Linked DNA regions of Mus musculus: all the other regions are linked to region 2. A link is a contact called in public Hi-C and capture Hi-C data. All regions are on one chromosome and are shown on one strand. The core of a region is the stretch at or near the end of the contact, and the rest is flanking DNA. Distances in the headings are between cores, read along the strand shown. Region 1 overlaps Efna5 (ephrin A5). Region 2 has its middle 17 kb from the start of Gm34230. Region 3 overlaps Fbxl17 (F-box and leucine-rich repeat protein 17).

Evidence for each region. Hi-C and Micro-C count contacts between places; a contact is called where the count stands out from the background. Capture Hi-C pulls out chosen DNA fragments and counts their contacts.
Region 1: a Hi-C map of the N1E-115 cell line shows a contact between it and region 2, with 4 times the contacts expected there. The contact joins two enhancer-like sites. A contact is called at or near these places in 2 of 484 Hi-C or Micro-C datasets (the N1E-115 cell line and granulocyte-monocyte progenitors).
Region 3: a capture Hi-C map of embryonic stem cells shows a contact between it and region 2, with 2.7 times the contacts expected there. The contact joins two enhancer-like sites. A contact is called at or near these places in 1 of 115 datasets of contacts at active chromatin or transcription factors (large pre-B cells) and 1 of 9 other capture datasets (embryonic stem cells).

The regions. Positions count from the first base shown.
Region 1 is chr17:62,612,756-62,615,834 of GRCm38.p6, reverse strand. It overlaps Efna5 (ephrin A5), which reads left to right. Exons shown (of 5, transcript NM_207654.2): 3 at 1,933-1,998; 4 at 2,439-2,519. Among named protein-coding and RNA genes, the nearest start is that of Gm25800, 160 kb to the right of the region's middle. Within about 2 kb of position 1,349, at least 12 of the 459 cell types and tissues checked have an H3K27ac peak or open chromatin away from gene starts, as enhancers often do. A contact at or near this core is called in the N1E-115 cell line, where this site is marked.
Region 2 is chr17:63,007,058-63,010,141 of GRCm38.p6, reverse strand. No RefSeq gene overlaps it. Among named protein-coding and RNA genes, the nearest start is that of Gm34230, 17 kb to the left of the region's middle. Within about 2 kb of position 1,726, at least 47 of the 459 cell types and tissues checked have an H3K27ac peak or open chromatin away from gene starts, as enhancers often do. A contact at or near this core is called in the N1E-115 cell line, where this site is marked.
Region 3 is chr17:63,368,789-63,371,905 of GRCm38.p6, reverse strand. All of the region lies in intron 5 of Fbxl17 (F-box and leucine-rich repeat protein 17), which reads left to right. Among named protein-coding and RNA genes, the nearest start is that of 4930405O22Rik, 57 kb to the right of the region's middle. Within about 2 kb of position 1,840, at least 35 of the 459 cell types and tissues checked have an H3K27ac peak or open chromatin away from gene starts, as enhancers often do.

The DNA.
Region 1 (3,079 bases), core at 100-2,599, 390 kb after region 2:
AATGTGTCGTCACGGGCTTCTATGTAGTTTCTCTGATATGCTCTGCAATAAGTTAATGTCCTAGGTTCAGCTTTCTTAGTTAAAAGTCTGAAAAGCCTCCATTAAACAAACAGAACCCCCAAACCCTTATTGAGACAATTATACATTTGACACTGCTTTGACCCTGCATATCTTGAACTAGCATATTGACATCAGTCGTTTTCATGTGGTACAACAAGCTCACAAAGTTTGAAGAAGTTAAGTTTATCTCAACTCAGATGAGTACAATGGTAGTTCTCCCACTGCCTCTCATGACTAACGGGTAACCGGGGGCTTTGTAAGGAACTGGAGTCAGCTGCTGCGTGTACTGTATTTGTGGCATGTGCGCTTGCAGTGGAGGCCCATAGGGAAGCAAGGCCATTTCCTGGATCAAACCAGAGTGCAAAGATATTGTGCCCTAAATAACACACTAGTTACCGCTAATGTCAGTAGGGGGAGTTTTCCCAACTTTGATTTAATGGGAGCCTGTGGCCAAGCCAGCTGTTAACAGTTCTTAGCTGCCTGTCAGGAAGAGCAGGATAGATGCAGAAGGCCAGAAGCATCTTTTCTCCATATTCTGTCTCAAGAGTTCCAGCAGGTGTTGAGTAGTGACAGTGGTGGTCCTTTAGTATCTGATGTCCTTTAGCTGTTGGATGCGTGTGTTCTGCAGGAGATTTGCATGGGCCTGTAACTCCATAAATGAGGACGCTCATGCAGAAGTTTGTAGCTCCACTCTTGCCTCAAAACGAACATTTTTTTTTTCTGAGCTCCTCATGAAGAATAACAGGAAGGTAGAAGAGAAGAGGAGGCGTACGAAATGCTGGCTCTCTCTCTCTTTGTCACTTTCAGGATTCCCCAACTAATTTTAAGCCATGTGCATTTTGATTGATGTCAGCTGCTTTGCTGAACAAAGAAACCACTTGAAGCAGGGAAGAGAGTATGTGGCCTTCGTTTCTGTGATTTTTTTTTTTGTTGTTGTTGTTCCTAGACAACATTAGTAAACACATGTGGCTGTTGATGGTCTGACTGCCCGTCAGGGTCCCTTTGGCATTACTCGGCAAGTGTACCAAGTGGAGATAATCTTTAAAAGTAGGGAAAGTATATGATCTTATCCCGAGGAGAAGAAAGTCTCTTCCTCAGATGATGTATAACTTGAAACATGTTGTCGTGTCTTTGTTAACCCTAATTTTATTAATTCCATCCTTCTCTGTGGAAAATTAAGAGAAGATAAACATGCTGATAGAACACGGTGCTTTCTCAATAGCATATTGTGCTCACAACAGCACTGCGGAGTCGCCGGGTTCAGCCAGTCATATAGAAGAAAGCACAGCCAAATTCCCCAGTAAAACCTCTAATTGAATTACCTGCTGCGGAGCACTGACAGACAAGCTTTCAGGACAGACAAAGCTCTGCTTTCCCCAGCAGAAGTAGGTCAAGTTGAAGTCCGCCTTGTAACTGTCTGTTACGGGTTTTGACAGCACTCTCACTGTGGGGCTCTGCTGGGCTCTTTTTTTTTTTTTTCCCTGTGGTTGAGGAGCTGTTCCTGAAGCAAGAGAGTTCAGGCATTATCCCTCCCGATTTAGAGAAAATTGATAGCAGATCAAGTGAAAGGGGAGTGAGTGACTTTGAAATAGAAGTCCTAAGCATTTTCCTATAGATTACCACATTCCTGCATGATTCTTCCTTTATTGTTTTGGGGAAAAAAAAAAAAAGATGGGAATATGAGAGTCGCCTTCCTATAGCATTTAGCTCAGTCTGGAAAGTATTGTTTGTTTTAACTTCAGGACAAGACGCAGACAAGTGTATATCCCGCAAGAGTTTGAGTAGAGCATTTATTCGCATGTGTAAAACAAAGAGTAATGAGTTGTTATTCTCTCCTTTTTCTTCTGCCCTCTCTCTTTGCCTCACCCACAGCCTCTGCAATCCCAGACAACGGAAGAAGGTCCTGTCTAAAGCTCAAAGTCTTTGTGAGACCAACAAGTAAGTTCTAGAAAGAGCTTCTGAGGGTCCCCCTCACTGCGCATGCTCCATCCTATGGTCTGGTTCACAGCGGTAAAATTCTGTTTCATTCTGTTTTATCTATTTATTTTTACTGTCGAGACGTGTGTGGTACCTGTTTTGTATATCCACATCCATGTTTGAGTTTTCCATCATATTTTTTTTCCTCATTCCTCATGATGCTTTTTTATTTCGTGTATCGAAGGACCCAGCAGTTGCTAACTTGTTGTTTCTCAGACTGTTGTCCATGCACACAGCAAACGGGAACGATACTGGCATGTGGATACATGCCATGGATTGTAATGAAACAATCTCTACATTAATAAAAGGAAACGATAGAGAGAAAGAAAAAAAAAGAGGAAGTGGGAGTTTAAGGGTGTCTTCACTAACATATTTGGCTGTTATCTCTATTTTCGTTATAGATAGCTGTATGAAAACTATAGGTGTTCATGATCGTGTTTTCGATGTTAACGACAAAGTAGAAAATTCATTAGAACCAGCAGGTTAGTATGCTTAGAGAATCTCTTGTTAACCAACGCATCTCTCTCCGGTGCCTTAGTCCTGGTTTTCCTTTCTTCCTTTCTGCATGCGTGCATGCGCCCGTTGTTTCTGCTTCTGCCCATTGCTAGCCGCTTGCTAATATTACTTATCTTCTATCTCATTCCTCCAGTATTTTTGTGTAGTGCATGCTAGATAGAGTACAACTTTTCTTTCTTGGACATGGGTCCCATTGGAAGCAGTTATTCTAATATAGAAGCCCTAAATACTAAAATCCCACTGTCTTCTACCACAGCCTCACGTGTGTCAATGGATCACAGTACATATAAAGCCAGTTTTCATACAAGACAGAAAACATTTCTACTGTACATGTTTATGAAACTTTCTTTATTTTTCTTAATACCATATCCAAATCCGTGGATAAAAGCAGTAAGATGACTGCACAAATTAGCGACTGATTTAGCTTTCTCTAGTGCATCAATGACGAAACTGACCTAAAACGTGTATTTCACTTCAGTATTATTTATCCTGTTGTTGATAGCAGTTCATCTGGAGACATGCAATC
Region 2 (3,084 bases), core at 477-2,976:
CTTATAACAAAAATGAATAACATCCAAAAGTTCTTGTCAAAAGCACACTTATTTATGGACTAAGGCAAAACAATGAATAGCTTCTTATCTTGTGGAGTACTCCTAACCTACATTTTAAATCTATGTAGGATGCTATGATGTGTAGTGTTGGATGGCCCTGTTGGAGAGAGGCCTTTGTTCTGGAGGCGACAACCCCTAACTGTCAGTCATTGACTCCCTAGAAATAATGCTAAAGCTGGACAAGGTTGCTTTCCTGGAAATGGGCGACGGCTGATTCGTTTTATCCCCAGCTACGCTTTATCTGTCCTGAGACCATGCCTTTATACCCTTCCTCCTCAGAGACTGCTTCCTGGGAACTCTGCCTGTTAAGACGGAAATCCAGAAAGGGCATTTTCATCTGCTTACAAGAGTAGAGGGTGGGAAGCTCACGGAAGACCCTTGTTTTTTTGGCACTCGACACATTTCATTTTTTAATTATCACTCTGCTCCCCAGAGTCAGAATCTACCAGAATAGCCCAAACAAGTTCCCCAAATTATATGCCCAGGCTACCCCCCTAGAGTGCCAGGCTACCCCCCTGGAGATACTACCCCAGATCATCAAGTCTAGGGAGGGAGCCAGTGAGTTTTGACCACTCTCTGGTAGATTTGGAAGCATGGCCTGTATAGAATCCTGGAAAAGAAAAATAGCTATTCTTTCTTGAGTCATTATTTTAATTCTTATACCCGAGACAATGCCTGAAATATATATGCTAACAACCAAAACTGTTGAATTAAGGAGTCAGTTTTCTATGGACACAGGAATAGTTCACAATAAGGCCCTACAACGCTGGCCCCTTTGCTTTAGACACTAGCATCGCTGGGGCGATTTTAAATGCACACTCAAGAAAACAAAATCAATTGTCTTAGCAATATCTTAATTATCACTCCTTTGGCAATTTTTTTTTAGCCTCTTAAAATTCCTCTCAGTTGAAGGCAACGAAAATAAAACCACCCGAACCTGCACACTAATGGCCTCTCCTAATAATTTCCCCACCAACGTCTAGCACACACCCTTCCCTGCCATCCTGCACTTCAGAGTCCTATGCGCAGGGTAGATGATGGATGTGCATATGTGTCTCTGGTTGTAATGAACACATCCATTATAAAAGCAATAGTAACTGCAATGGGAATTATGTGCTTGGTGAAGACATCTCTAGTGCCTTGTAAACACCTCAGCCTTCTGGCAGCTCCCCTCTGGGCCTATTTACTGCCTCTACTATGCAAGGTAGCTACTGTCTAATTATACACAACTGGCCTGGTTAATCCTGCACCATAATAATTAAAAACAATTCATATTTTTTTCTTTTACTTTCTTTATTAACTTTAAACTTTTAAAAGCTCCAGAGGTCCCTATAGAATCAAGAGCTTATTAAAATATCAAAACGGGTGAGCCTTTTTAAGTGCATATTATTACATTTGTTTTTGTTAACATGACAAGGCCCCAAAGACGCTCCACAGAGCTGCGCAGATCAAAACAAAGGCGTTGTAAGAGAATCTGGATGGCCTGTGCAATGTCACCCAGGGCTGTAGAGAAAACAGTTGGCTCCAAGGAGCGTCCCTCAGCAGCAGTTCAGATGGGAAGAGCAATGGCAAGGGAGAGAGAAGGCAGCTGGGCATTTATTCAACCTTGACTGCTTGCAGCCTGTGGCCTCCCAGCTATCCCCCAGGGAGGTTCAACTGGGCTCTGGGGCTTGGAGTTACCTTGGTTACATTGCCTGTGGCGCCTGGTGTCAGCTGCAGCCTGTAAGACACTATAGGGAGAGGGTGGAGAAGGAAAGAAGAGGAGGCATCCTTCCAGACCCCCAGGCTTCTGAAAGACTGAGAAAACTAAGTGAAGGAAGAGACCCTTGGCTTGTGGGAAAATAAAAGTTGTAACTCTCACTGACGAAAAGCCGCGTGTGTATTCCGAAGACGGTAGATGTGACGAACATCTCCATGCTTCCTTCCCCAGACCACAGATGACACAGCGGGAGAGAGCAGGCCCTGGTCCCTGTGTCCCTGGCTGCCCTGCCGTAAGCCTCCCCATGCTCTTTGAAATTGGTTTCTTGCTTCATTACCTCGCCTTCTAAATGTGGGAGGTGGCGAGTTGAAGCTGAGCGAGTTGAAGCTGAGCTGTGTGCACCTGGTTTGTATGAGCTAGCAACTTCCCTGTCTCGTGTCCTGAAGGCCTCCTCAGGTCAGCCCAGGTAACACTTGTCCTTAAGTGCCAAAGTGAGTTTTTATTTTTATTTTTTTTTGTTCCCCATATGAAAAAGGGAATCCACACATTCTGTGAAGTATCATAGCAATAAACTCATGGTTGAAAAAACTGGAGAAAGTAGATTCCCTCGCTTACCCGTTCTGACTAATGAGCAGTAAGTAATTTTAATTGGTCTCAAGAAGCCAAGGAAGAGTGCGAATCCACATAGGCCTCACAGAGGCAATTACTACGCGGAGCAAAGAGCTCCATATTGAGGACTTCTGGGGTCAAGCGTGAGGCTAGGTGTTTTACAAATATGTAATCTCCTCATTGAGCTGGGGAGTTCTCTGTTACTCTAATTCAAGTCCCTGGCACAGAGACTGCATTTAGTACATACTTCTTAGACGGATTAACTCATTTATAATCCCATAGTAACATCATGTGGGCATTAATATTCCCGTTTAGCAGATACAGAAAGCAGAGAGTGGAAACTTATCCAAGTCCTCCGCTCAAGCCTCTTCCCCTTAGCTGTGAGGGGACTGCACTGCCCTGAGCCCCATTTGACTCGCCCCCACCCCCTCTCTAGTTGTTCCTTTCCCCACCTCTTCTTTTCAGAGCACCTATCTCTCTGACTTTATTACCTTGCTGCCTCCACGAACCCCATAGCATTAAATATTGGCTTCCTTCCCATTCACATTCCAGCGCAGACATCTCCCTCCTGGTCCAAAATTTGTACATCCAACATCTCTCACATCCCTTTGGAGTTCTATTGGAGATTACAGACTCACTATGTTGAAAATTAAATCTTTGATATTCCATTATCAAATATCCCTCCTCACGTGCTGTGCTCTCCAAAATAACAACTT
Region 3 (3,117 bases), core at 591-3,090, 360 kb before region 2:
TCAACGTGGGTCTGTCCTACAATTAGGCATCTTCTGGGTTCCTGAGCTTGTGGCACAGAGACACAGTAAAGTGTAGAGGTCCAGTCAGCTCACAAATAACTTTATATAGTCATTGACATTAAGTGGACATTGATGAAGATGCTGAAGAATTTGTCAAAAGTTTCATTTTTATACCATTGGTTTATTAAAATTATACATCCTTTATGAGTTAGATACCATGGGTATGCTAAAGTTGGAAGGATGATTAGTGCTGTATGTAAATACATTATGTGTGCTTTTTAAGCTATTCTGTATATTAGTAACATTGATGAATTTTGTGGGATTTGCTAAATCAGGTTGAGCTGAGTGTGTGTAAAGTAACGGCTAACGTGATTCTTTGAAATGCAGCTGGTTTCTAAGCCAGCTTTCCTTGGGAGGCTCTCTACAACCTAAGGAAAATGCCCAAACTCCTGAGCTCTCTACAACCTAAGGAAAATGCCCAAACTCCTGATCGTTTCCTGACCCTAGTAACATTAGGAGAAGTTGAAAACAAAGCACTCACTTTAAAAAGTGCTTATGCTTGAAAATATGAACCATTTCTTAAAGGAACACAAAATGGATTTTTCTTCAGTCGATTTAACATAAGTAACGGAAAACATGATCATTCATGCAGCTAACTCAATTTTGTCTTCCTTTTCTTGTTTATTCAGAGACCAGAAATGAAAGATGAACTTTGTTGCCTTTTTAAGTTTCCAAACAGCTGGTCACTTTTAGTGTCTTGTTCTAAGAATAGAGTGTTCTGGTTTAGAGGGTGATGCTATCTTTAGTCATAGATGACCACTTCATTTGTTTCTGATAAGTTATATGTGCCTGAATGATATTTTGAAATGTAGAAACTATGTTCTTAGATTGCTTTGAGGAATGCCCTAGTGCATATCACACAGTGCGTACTGGAAAGGCATTTGCTGGCTTGTTAGGGTTTCCATTCTAAGACAAAAGCCGACTGGGAGACAATGGGTTCTGTAGACCTGGTAAGATCGATTAATTGACTTTTTTCCTAAAAGTTTGCAAAGGGCAGCAAACTATTTATCACAGTCATCCAAGCTAATTGCACGACTGCTGAGTAGCCACACTGGGCAAGTCACCTCGGCTGTCTGCCTTGATTTCCTCCCATGCAGTCGGGTGATGATGTAATATTTATTTTCATTATATAAGGAAGAGTACTTAGCATTTACAGTAAGACAAATTATAAAATTGGATAAAACAAATTACTTTATTGTGACCTACAGAGGTTTTGTAGAACTCTAGTTCTAGCTGCTGTTTCATTTGAAAGTGTAAAATAAAATTTAAGTCAAACATTACTTAAAACTTAAAGCCCCACTTTCTACCCAGTGTCCTCCCTGAGGAAAGGTAAGATTAATAACTGTGTGTGCTCCTAAGCCTGTGTGCTGTGGTCCCATTTCCTGCTCATCCCTTGAAGATGTTTAATGATTTCAACTAACACACTGAGCTGCTGAAATAGTCTTTAAAAATTATTTACAATGAGTTTTTCTACACTGCTACACTAACAGGGATATAGTGTTCTAGCTTATTTTTATTTTCCAAGTCAGTGTCTGGCCTTTTCTTTCTCCAGTCAGGCGTAGTAACTCTTCACATCTGCTCTTTGGTCTGTGTTGGGTGGTGACACCTGCTGTGGAACCCTCTCCACATTTATGCCTCTGTCCCTCACGCTCTAGCTATATGTATTTGTTTGTGCTACATTTTCACTTTAGCCACAGAAATAGCAAGATGTAGCAATGTGACACCAGCAAAATAAATGAGGTCATCTTCTAGTTGACCGACCTGGGGAAGTCCCAGTGAGTGAAGTGGACAAATGAGTTCTTCCGTGGCTCCCTCCTTTGAAAGAGTTGTTGCTTCCGGCTTAACAGAAGTATATAAAGAAAATGAGAAGAGCTGACAGGGCTTTGTGAAAGGGCTTTGCCTAATTCTGGTGTTGGGCTTTAAATGCTATTTTACTGAGCGATGGCGTCTTCTTCCACTCCTTGGGTTTTCACCACACACTTGTTTATAAGTTGTGAGTGTCCTTGCAGACACTCTTACGAAGAGGATTTCAATGTCACTTCATTTGTCCTCAGACACTTGTGCTCAGTCTGTATCCAAGAATGGACTGTGTGAGATGTTACTTCCATTCAGTTTTGTTCTTTAAAATTAGTTGATACAGTTGTGATGAAAATGTTATTTGTGGATCAGTGTGATTCAATTACATTTCTTTTGTGGCTTATAAAATAGTGATGTTGACATACATGAGGTCCCATTTATAAATCAGCAGATCAGACTGCTTCAGTAAAGAAATCAGACTTGGGGCTCATTGATAACAACCTAGTAATTTAGTCAGAAAATAAGTATTAAGAAAAGGTGAACGTGTTTATTTCTTTCAAGTAAATGTTTATTGTGAAGAATCTAATTGTTTTAAAACAATTTATTAAAACATTGTTAATTCTAGTGATGATCTGTCTTAATAGTATTCTGTTTTTAATTAACTGTCTCATTTTTTAAGCAATACATTTATTGCCCTGGGCTAGCCTTGTGAGCTTCAGGGAAGCGCTGACGTGCATCCTGGCTACATATGCATTCATAAATTATTCACAGTGCATGCCATGATGATTTTAAGGCACAGAGAACCCAAAGGCTCTTGTATTTCTTGTAATTGTAACAATGGTTTATAATGGCTGTCTAGAACATACTCCAACAGTGTAAGAGAGTTCCTGGATACCGGGAAGAACCCTGACTGTTGTGCCTTTTTCATTCTTTGAAAATGGGAATGACTTTTCCTTAGCTTCTCCGTGTGAGTCAGACAGCCTTACTTGGAGTAGGTTGTCCAGAACGTGCACGTGAAGCATCAATACGTTGGCCTCTATGTCCTTATCCATTACTTCCCACAGTGATATCTGGGTTTTAGTTTGGCTCCAAGCTCCCCATCGGTCCGGGACAGTAAGATGGAGCACAGTGGAGAACCCAGAAGACAGTTACACGCCATGAGTTTGTGCTTGGCAGCCAAGGGGCACCGCAGTCATTACACAGAAGCTGCCGGCCACAGGCTCTACCATCACAGACCTCGTGAGTTGGTTGTAGCACAGC